Regions from separate parts of the Sus scrofa genome. Here region 1 is linked to region 2. A link is a contact called in public Hi-C data. All regions are on one chromosome and are shown on one strand. Each heading gives the region's core, a stretch centred on a gene start, on an enhancer-like site or on the middle of the called end of the contact. The rest is flanking DNA. Distances are from core to core; before and after follow the strand shown.

Evidence for each region. A called contact is a pair of places that touch in the nucleus more often than the background predicts.
Region 1: a Hi-C map of embryonic fibroblasts shows a contact between it and region 2, with 2.6 times the contacts expected there. The contact joins the promoter of KANSL1 here to the promoter of CDC27 in region 2. A contact is called at or near these places in 5 of 47 Hi-C or Micro-C datasets (blood, embryonic fibroblasts, fetal heart ventricle and 1 more) and 1 of 2 datasets of contacts at active chromatin or transcription factors (alveolar macrophages).

What each region holds. Positions count from the first base shown.
Region 1 is chr12:16,900,165-16,904,713 of Sscrofa11.1, reverse strand. It overlaps KANSL1 (KAT8 regulatory NSL complex subunit 1), which reads right to left and starts at 3,103. Exons shown (of 15, transcript XM_013989925.2): 1 at 2,976-3,103; 2 at 1,123-1,262.
Region 2 is chr12:16,808,914-16,813,126 of Sscrofa11.1, reverse strand. It overlaps CDC27 (cell division cycle protein 27 homolog), which reads right to left and starts at 2,259. Exons shown (of 19, transcript XM_003131307.5): 1 at 2,071-2,259. The coding sequence starts at 2,097.

The DNA.
Region 1 (4,549 bases), core at 1,854-4,353, 91 kb before region 2:
TTCTGGCTTGGTTCCCCATGCAACCCTCCAACTCTACAGGGAGAGTAGCTGGAAAAACTGTGTCACTCTGGCTTCCTTCATATTAATATAAGCTCTCCTTATTCCAACAATAGCAGTCAGAACACAAATGAAGATGATAACTCGGTCTATATTACCTAAAAATTTCCCACAATCCAAATATTTAGTTTATAGAGACTGCATTAACCTCTGATTTATTCACCGCATTAATTTGGAATTCCACAGAGCAGATACCACAAAACAATCTTAGCCACACTAGAATCTAGCTCTAGAAGAAGGCAACCTGTACCACCTGTAAGCTGGTGGGGGCCTTGCATCATTCCATACTTTTCTCTCCATCCTCCCTCCCTGTTTCCTCCTACATGTATCTTAAGCTTGTCCTCTGCTTAGTTCTAGTGGAGAGAGTCCTTTGGCCATCTACGTACAAGAAACTAGAAGTAACAAGAGACTGGAGAACCACCACATCAATAAGAGCTTTTTCATGTGTCCACACTGCCCCAAAGAGGTTTATCCTATGAGATGAAAATTGGCACAAAGTGCTACCTGTTGAGAAAAACAGTATAAATTCACATGCAAAGGACTAGGAAGTAGCAGGAGAACCCTCCGACAGACTATACACGTAGAGGAACAGGTCTTAGAATGTTCTAATACACTAAAATGAAGTTTCAGAGTAAACAAATGGTTAGTGACACATCTTTTGTAACACATGAATCAGCTTCAGATTTGCAAGAGTGGGACACACCCTAGCACCTATGACACTAAAGCACTCGTTTGAAAGTGGACCTGGCTGTTTGAATTGCCATCCATCCTACTGAGATTGGGAACACAGTTTTATAAGTTTGTAGGCTGTCATAATTTAAAGTCAAAAATAAACACATTATTGTAATCTGAGAATATCAGTAGTTAAGAACAGTAGCAACACAAAGTAAAGAGGAACTGATCAATCCTCAGAAGCAAACACAACAGCAGTTTTTTCAAGGGAAAGGCGAACTGCAAATTCAAGAATTAGAAAATCCTCAATTCTAAAGAAAAAGAAATACAGTGAGACCTTTAATTAAAACAAACAAACAAACAACAAACAAAAAAAACCCACACACATCTTACCTTAAGAGGCATCCAAACAGCATTCATAGTGTCAGGAATAGTTCAGACAATACTCAGAAATGAGCAAGAAGGAGTCTTAGTAACCCCTCTGTCACCAAGTATGAGCAGGTAGGAAAAATTTTTTTGTTTCAAGAAGGTATCTGAAAGAGAAGACTTTCATTTAGATTAAAAAATAATCAAGAATAAGCAAACAGTTTAAGTTATCTGCTTTTTTTCGGGGGGGGGGGAGGGGCGGCGGACTCATGGCATATGGAAGTTCCCAGGCTAGGGGTCGAAGCAGAGTTGTATGCTAGTCAGATTCATTAACTGCTGAGCCACAATGGAACTCCAGTTTAAGCTATCTGGACAGAGAGTTGAAGTACTATTTGCTCACCATCTTAAAAAGATGTAGAAAATACCATCCCCTTTGGAAAGGGGCAAATGTGTGTGATATATGCATCTCCATACATACGCAGAAATATATTTTTACATAAAATTGGATTAAATATGTAACACATATTTTAGATAATACAAAAATTGGTTATCAAATAATTAGAAAACCAAAACCATTTTCCCCAGACAGAAAGATGATTAGCCAAGGTATTTCATAAGCACTATTAAAAAGTAACTTGTTAATAGATCACCTAAAAAAGACCCTTTAATTTCACTTAATAAATCAAACCTCTCTGATCATTCTGATTGTCCTAAATTTCCTTAAGTTTAAGTTGCAGAGCCCATTCTACATGAAAAATACAATCCATTCTTGATCGAAGTGTTATAAACAAATAAGAGATCTTTCTTGCCTAGAGATCTTTAAAAGCAGACCAAATAACTTAATTCTGGGGATGGGAGGGAGGCAGGGTTGTCTGGAGGCAGGAGGATGGATTAAATGACCTCTTGTAGGATCCCTGTTCAAGTCCTAGGCCTGAATGAAAATTCCAGCTTAACCAGTTACTGTTTTACTTAAAATGGAGGCTTGCCCGAATAGGGACAAAAATACAGCACCCACCTCTCTAAAATAAATGTTTAAAATTTAAAGACTATAGTACCCTCATTTCTAAGAAAAATTAAAAATAAAACCTCTGGAGTGGATTTGTTCTTGCTATGCGTTTATCACAGCAGCTTCGAAGACTTGGCATCACTTTCCTCACCGCTCGTCGGATTGGGGAGGGGTTAGGTGGGGGGGGGGGCAGTTTGACTCTTGACCCAGTCTCGGGAGGGTTTAAGCCACTCCATGATCTCCACCGCAAAAGCAAACCGGTGAGGAGAAGGGGACAGCTCGAGTTCCCACCCCTCCCCCACCTTGGACCCTAGTCCCAAACCTACCCCCCTCACCTTCCCGCAGTGGGGCGACTCCTTCCTGGCCCAAACCCATTGTTGGGAAGGGGACGATAAGGAGAGTGGGCTCTGAGCAGAGGCGCCTGTGGCGGTTGCCCTGACTCGCTTCAGGAGGGGGCGGCCCGCAGGATGCAGCTTCCCGTCCTCTCCGCGTCGGTCCGTCCCACCTCGGCTCGGCCTGGCGCTCCGGGCTCTGCTCGGCGCCCCCATCCCCGGGCCCGGCCCAACCCGCCCCCTGAGCACCAGGCCCCGGCCCCTCAGCCGGGAGCCCGCAGCCCAGGCCTGCGGGTGGGCGCGGGGCGGGGGTCCCTATGCCCCCCACACACACGTCCCCTCTCCCCCAGCCCAGCCGTTTCCAGGGCCCTCGGCGGCGCCCGCTCCCCGGGCCCGTCGGCTCCCCGCCTCCCGGCCGGGGCGCCCCCTCGGCCTCCAGAGGTCGAGGCCGCCTCTTCTTCCCCACCATCACCCCTACCGACTTGTGCCCCCACCCCCCCGGGCACCAGTGCCAACGGCGGCTACCCCGGCCCCGGACCTACCTGCACGGCTCAACCAAGCCTAGAAGTGGGGGCGGGGAAATCTTCCGCCCTCCTCTGTCTCTCATTGGCCTTTCCGGGGGACATCGGGGGCTCCATTGGCTAATGGTGGATGTCCGTCAGAGCGGTGGGGCGGGACAGAGGGGGAGAGGGATGCTGGTGCCTTGGCGTCTCTGTCTCTCTATCTCGCTGTCTCTGTCTCGGCTCTTGGAAACAAGAGACATTTGGATAGGAGGACTGGAAGGGGGCCTCAGGTGGAAGGAAAAGAAATAGAAATGCTGGCAGAGCTTCCCATCAGTATGCCACTCTGAACCCCCACCTAAGTCCCCTTTAGATCCTCTTCTCCATCACCCCCAACCCCAGCCCCTCACCCTTGTAGGTTCTTCATCCAGGAAGCTACATGATGAAAAGTTGAGGCCGGAAGGCCATGAGAGGAAATTTCATATATGTATATAAAATATACACATACAAATACTTATATATAAAGTCAACCGGATATAAGGTTATGAGAGCCAGGAGAGGAAAAGGCACACATCTCAGACAAGGAAGGGCTTGAGATATAGCCAATATAAGAAAGAATCAAAAATCGCTCTAAGAACTGGTAACAGTGGTTTCCTCCTGGGAGGGGAGCTGAGGGGAACAGGTGGGAGCAAGACTTACATTTCACTGCATATCCTTTTGCAGCTTTCGATTTTTGTACCATTCACAAAGATTCCCATTTTTTGGAAATTAATTGGCTTAAATTTTGAAATAATCATAAGGTTGCAAAACCAGGGGGACAGATAAGATGGTAGTCCAGGCAAAGTGGGACAACATGCAGAATTGGGAAGAAATCTTAGTTTTTAATATGTCCAGTCCCAGCTACCAGTAGTAAAACCAAGTGAATGTGTCCCAGAGGCTACTAGAGCTATGGAACTTGGGAAAGGGTGGATAATCTGGAATAAGGGAGATTTAGAGCTCTCCACCTAAATATAGTGATCAATGGCAGGCTAAAAGATTAAACTCCTGATAGAAATTTAAAAGACACCCACAATAAAAGTCAGGAGTGGGAAAAGAAACAGAAAGAGAGTCCGTGAGATAAGAAAAACAGAATAATGAAAGTATTCTTACCAACAGAGGTATGAAAGTTAAGGGAGGGAGGGTCTCTGGAAAGAAAAAAATAATAAAACTATGAGAGCCTCACAGGTCTTACAACTCACTTCAGAGACCCTCTTTAGTCTTACTCAATAAGAATGAAAACAAAGAGAATACCCAAAAAGTAGAGTTCTTAACCTTTTCAAACCATGTACCCTTCTCAGAATGTTTTTAAATGCATAATAAACATATGCAGGAATTCAAAGAAAACCAGTAATAGCAAAATACAATTTTCAAAATATCTTTTAAAGTGTAGCATAGTAATATATGTGCTTTATAGTAAATGCATTCAATAATAAGATCAATGGGGGAGGGATAGTAGGAGTTTGAGACTAATACATACTCACTACTATATATAAAATAAATAACCATCAAGGACCTACTGTATAGCACAGCGAACTCTACTCAATATTCTGTAATAACCAGTGTTCCCACTGTGGCGC
Region 2 (4,213 bases), core at 1,010-3,509:
AGATCCCTTCTTGAATGGCTTCTTCTCATAGTAAAAATTATAACCAAAATTCTCACCTAGCTCTATCTTCACTCATCTTACCACTGTGCCCAAATCTAATAAAGGTAGTATAGGAAAAAAAAAAAGACCAATTTGACCTTTTTTGGGGGGGGGGTCTTTTTGTCTTTTTAGGGCTGCCCCCACGGCATATGGAGGTTCCCAGGTTAGGGGTCCAATTGGAGCTGCAACTGCCTGCCTATGTCACAGCCACAGCAATGTGGGATCCAAGCCACGTCTGCGACCTACACCACAGCTCATAGCAATGCTGGATCCTAAACCCACTGAGCAAGGCCAGGTATTGAACCCGTGTCCTCATGGATGCTAGCTGGGTTTGCTAACTGCTGAGCCAGGATGGGAACTCCAAGACAAATCTGACTTTTAAGCCTTAAAAATACCCTAAATGCTTTAGAGTTAAGAGTACTTTAAAGAAAAAGAGGAAACTCGATTGGTACTATCAAGGAATTGGCTACATATTTTCTTTATGTTTTTATGTAAGTTTAAATTGTTAATAAATAGTTGTTATAGGTTAGTAATAAAACTAGTTTATCATTTTAGAAGGGTTTGGGGACCAGAGAAGGAAAATATATCATTAATTATTGAAATTACAAAAATCTGAAGCAGAAATTAAACGATTTAAGTGATTTGCTTATCCATTTAAAAAGGTACAGACAGTAACTTCCAATTTCATGTTAGGCTTCAAAAAAAAAATCTTAAAAAGGGACTCTTTACTAGTAAGAGAAAAGTGATGGAAGGAAATAGCTTTGAAAGCACCAGTATAATGTAAAAACAGGTAAACTTCCAGGATAGAATCTCACATTATATTAACTAAAAAACTAATAGTTGCTATACAGAAAAGAGCTAGAGAAAGAGCCAACTAGGAGAAAATAGTATTTCATCCTGTGAAGAAAAATTAAGGAAATATGGAAGGAGTGATGTATTAAATTTTTTACTATGTGATACCAATAGTAAGTAGTGAATAGGCCTATTAAGGGCAATATGAAAGAACTTCTAAAATTGGTTTCTTTTTTTAACTTCAAAATAAAGAAAGTCCCTGACTCAAAGACAGTAGTTGATAAAGGTCAACTCTTTTAATCAATTCAAAGATCATAGGGTAGGCATAAAGTCTCCCAGACCTGGTCCATCACCAAGGGACAAAAGATTCAGTTTCTTCAGATGTCTTGGGGGGGGGGGGAATGACTTGGCACTGCATCATCACACACTTAAAATCCAATAGGGTTCCTTCCAAGCCAATGGAGCACTTTGCATCAAAACATACCTTGGTGTGGTACGGACGGAAAAATCATTATCTGCCTTTCATTTCCTGAACGCCTTATAAACACGTACAATAAAACACTCCTGATTCCCATCATAGGTCATGGAAAAAACCCAACTTGCCGTTTCCACCCTCTCCCCTTTAATAGGTGCTTGCATCTCAGCACCGGGCCTTGGAGTTCTCGACGGAAATCATTGTCCAGAAGGAAGTTTACTGGGCGAGAAAAGCAACGTGGGTTACAAAGTCTGTCACCGAAATAGAAATTAGTATTAAAAACACCGATCCTACCCTCCCTCCACCTACTCACAAAAAAACAAAAACAAAATCAAAAACAACACTCTCCCCGCAAACTTGCCCCACCATTATGAAGATCCTGCAAACGCTGATCAAATATGCTTCCCAATCATCTTCAGGCAAGAGAGCACCTGGGGCTAGTTTTCCGCCCCCTCATCCCAAACCCGTCCCGGGCCCGGCCCCCAGACTGACAGAAGGGGTTCGCTCGACGTTGGCCTGGAAGGGAAAGGGGGTCTTATCAACGAACCCCGCTCCTGCTGGGGGAAGAAGTAATGTAGGGCCAGAGGTAACACGGCTTAGGTTGCGGGCAAGGCTTCGGAACTGACGAGAAGACAGGCAGAAGCCGGCGAGAGGGGAGGCGGGAGAAGCAGCCGGGCCTAGGCCGCACCAGGCCGCGAAGTGGCCATACGCTGCTTCCAGACCAAGGCTGCGAGCCAAGCCTCAGCGAAGGGGGTTACCATTACCTGGACGGGTTCCTGCAGCACCGTCATCCTTGAGGCTCAGGCCCACTTTCTGCAGTGCCTCAGGCCCCCCCCCGTAGCGGCTCCGGCCCGGCCAGCCCCGGCTCATTTAAACTCACCAGCGACCGTTACCGGGGGATGGGGGAGGCCGAGCGATTGCCGAGTACTTCCGAAAGGGACACGGAAAAACCCGAAGTGGAGAGACCGGGGCGGGAGCCAGACGGAAATGACCGAAGGAAACCGGAAATACCCGAGGTGTATCGACGGAGGAGGAGACCGTTGCCGGAAATTGTCGAGGATTACCGGAGATTACCGAGTGTAACCCAGTGCGTAGGTTCCACTTCTACGCCATGCCTTCACTCACGCACGCCACGCCCCCCATGGGCCACCCTAGGGCACGCCCAATCCGCAACCAGTAGGCTGGGCATGGCTGCAGGAGTCAGCTGGGATCGTTACGTGACCCGGTGGCCGCCTTGCTTCTCCGCTCAACCTTGCTGGATTAATTGGTGCGCTGCAGATTAAGCAAAGGGTTAAACCCAAGAGTTTGGGGTTGACTTTAGTTAAACAAGAATTATCTGTATTTTGAGTTTAGGTCATTCATTCATTCCAGAACTATCTATTCAAGGCTCAAAAGGAAAATAGGAAATTGGAAGGATTGCCACCCCCGAAGATTTTGTAGGACCCCGGTCCTCAAAGAGATTATTGTCTATTTAACGGAAAACTAATGTAACAAAGAATAGTACATTATATGGTGATGTGAGCATTCAGAAGAGAGGAAAGGGAAATTAATTAGGATTGAGATGAGGAAGTTTCAGACTGGTTTCGAAGGATGGGTAGAATTAGAAGAAAGGAGAAAATAGAAGGAAGTAGAATGAGATCTGGTACGTTAACTGGAAATGATTATTTAGGTGGCCAGATCATGGAAAAATCTCAGGAGGGAAGAGTTTTTTATTCTTGATAGAGGCATTGTGGTGTATTGGGAAATTCAGAGGCTTAGTTTTGAATTTTATCTCTGGCACTAAATTGTATTAGGTCCTTAAGCAAGTCACAACCTCCCTGAACTTCTGTTGCCTTAGTCTGAAAAAAAAAAGCAATTAAGAGAACTAAATGCATTAAAGTATGTGACTGTGTCTAACAAACTCTAAGAGGTTCTCAAATTTACTTCCTGCTCCCTTTCCCCCCAGAATGTGTGAACAGGGAACTATCAAAACTTTATTTTTTGGTAGATAAGAAAAAGTCTTTGCAATATTTTTAAATTCAAGTATAGTTGATTTACAATATTATGTTTCAGGTGAACAGCAAAGTGATGCAGATATATTTACAGATTGTTTGCCATTATAGTTTATTACAAAATATCAAATATAGTTCCCTGTGCTATACAGTAAATCCTTGTTGCTTATCTATTTTGTGTAGAGTAGTTTGTAGCTATTAATCCCATACTCCTAATTTCTCCCTCTCTCTCCCTTCCCTCTTTGGTAACCTTAAGGTTAAGGAAAACATTTGGGTTTTATTGTGTGTTTGATTGTTTGCTTTTTAGGGCTGGCCACATCTGCAACATATGGAGGTTCTGAGGCTAGGGGTCTCATCAGAGCTGTAACCGCAGGCCTACGATACAGCCACAGCAACTTGGGATCTGTGACCCACACCACAGCTCACGGCAATACTGGATTCTTAACCCACTGAGCAAGGCCAGGGATCAAACCCAAGTCCTCATGGATGCTAGTCAGGTTTGTTAACTCCAAAATGTGATGCTTTTAAGTGAGCATAGCACTCCAGATTTTCTTCAAATGGAGTTCGGAATGCAAGAGGACAGGCTTTTATTTTCTGGATTACTTCTGTTAAGGTGGACTAAAGTTGTATTTGCATTTTATAACAGTCAATGACACGGTTTGTTCATGCTAAGTTTTTTGTCATTTTTTTTTTAAGGCCGCACCCAGGGCATATGGAGGTTCCCAAGCAAGGGGTTGAATAGGAGCTGCAGCTTCGGTCCTACACCACAGCCACAGCAACGTTAGATCTGAGCCGCATCTGCAGCCTACACCACAGCTCATGGTAACACCAGATCCTTAACCCACTGAATGGGACCAGGGATCAAACCCACGTCCTCATGGATACTAGTCAGGTTCATTAACCACTGAGCCATGAC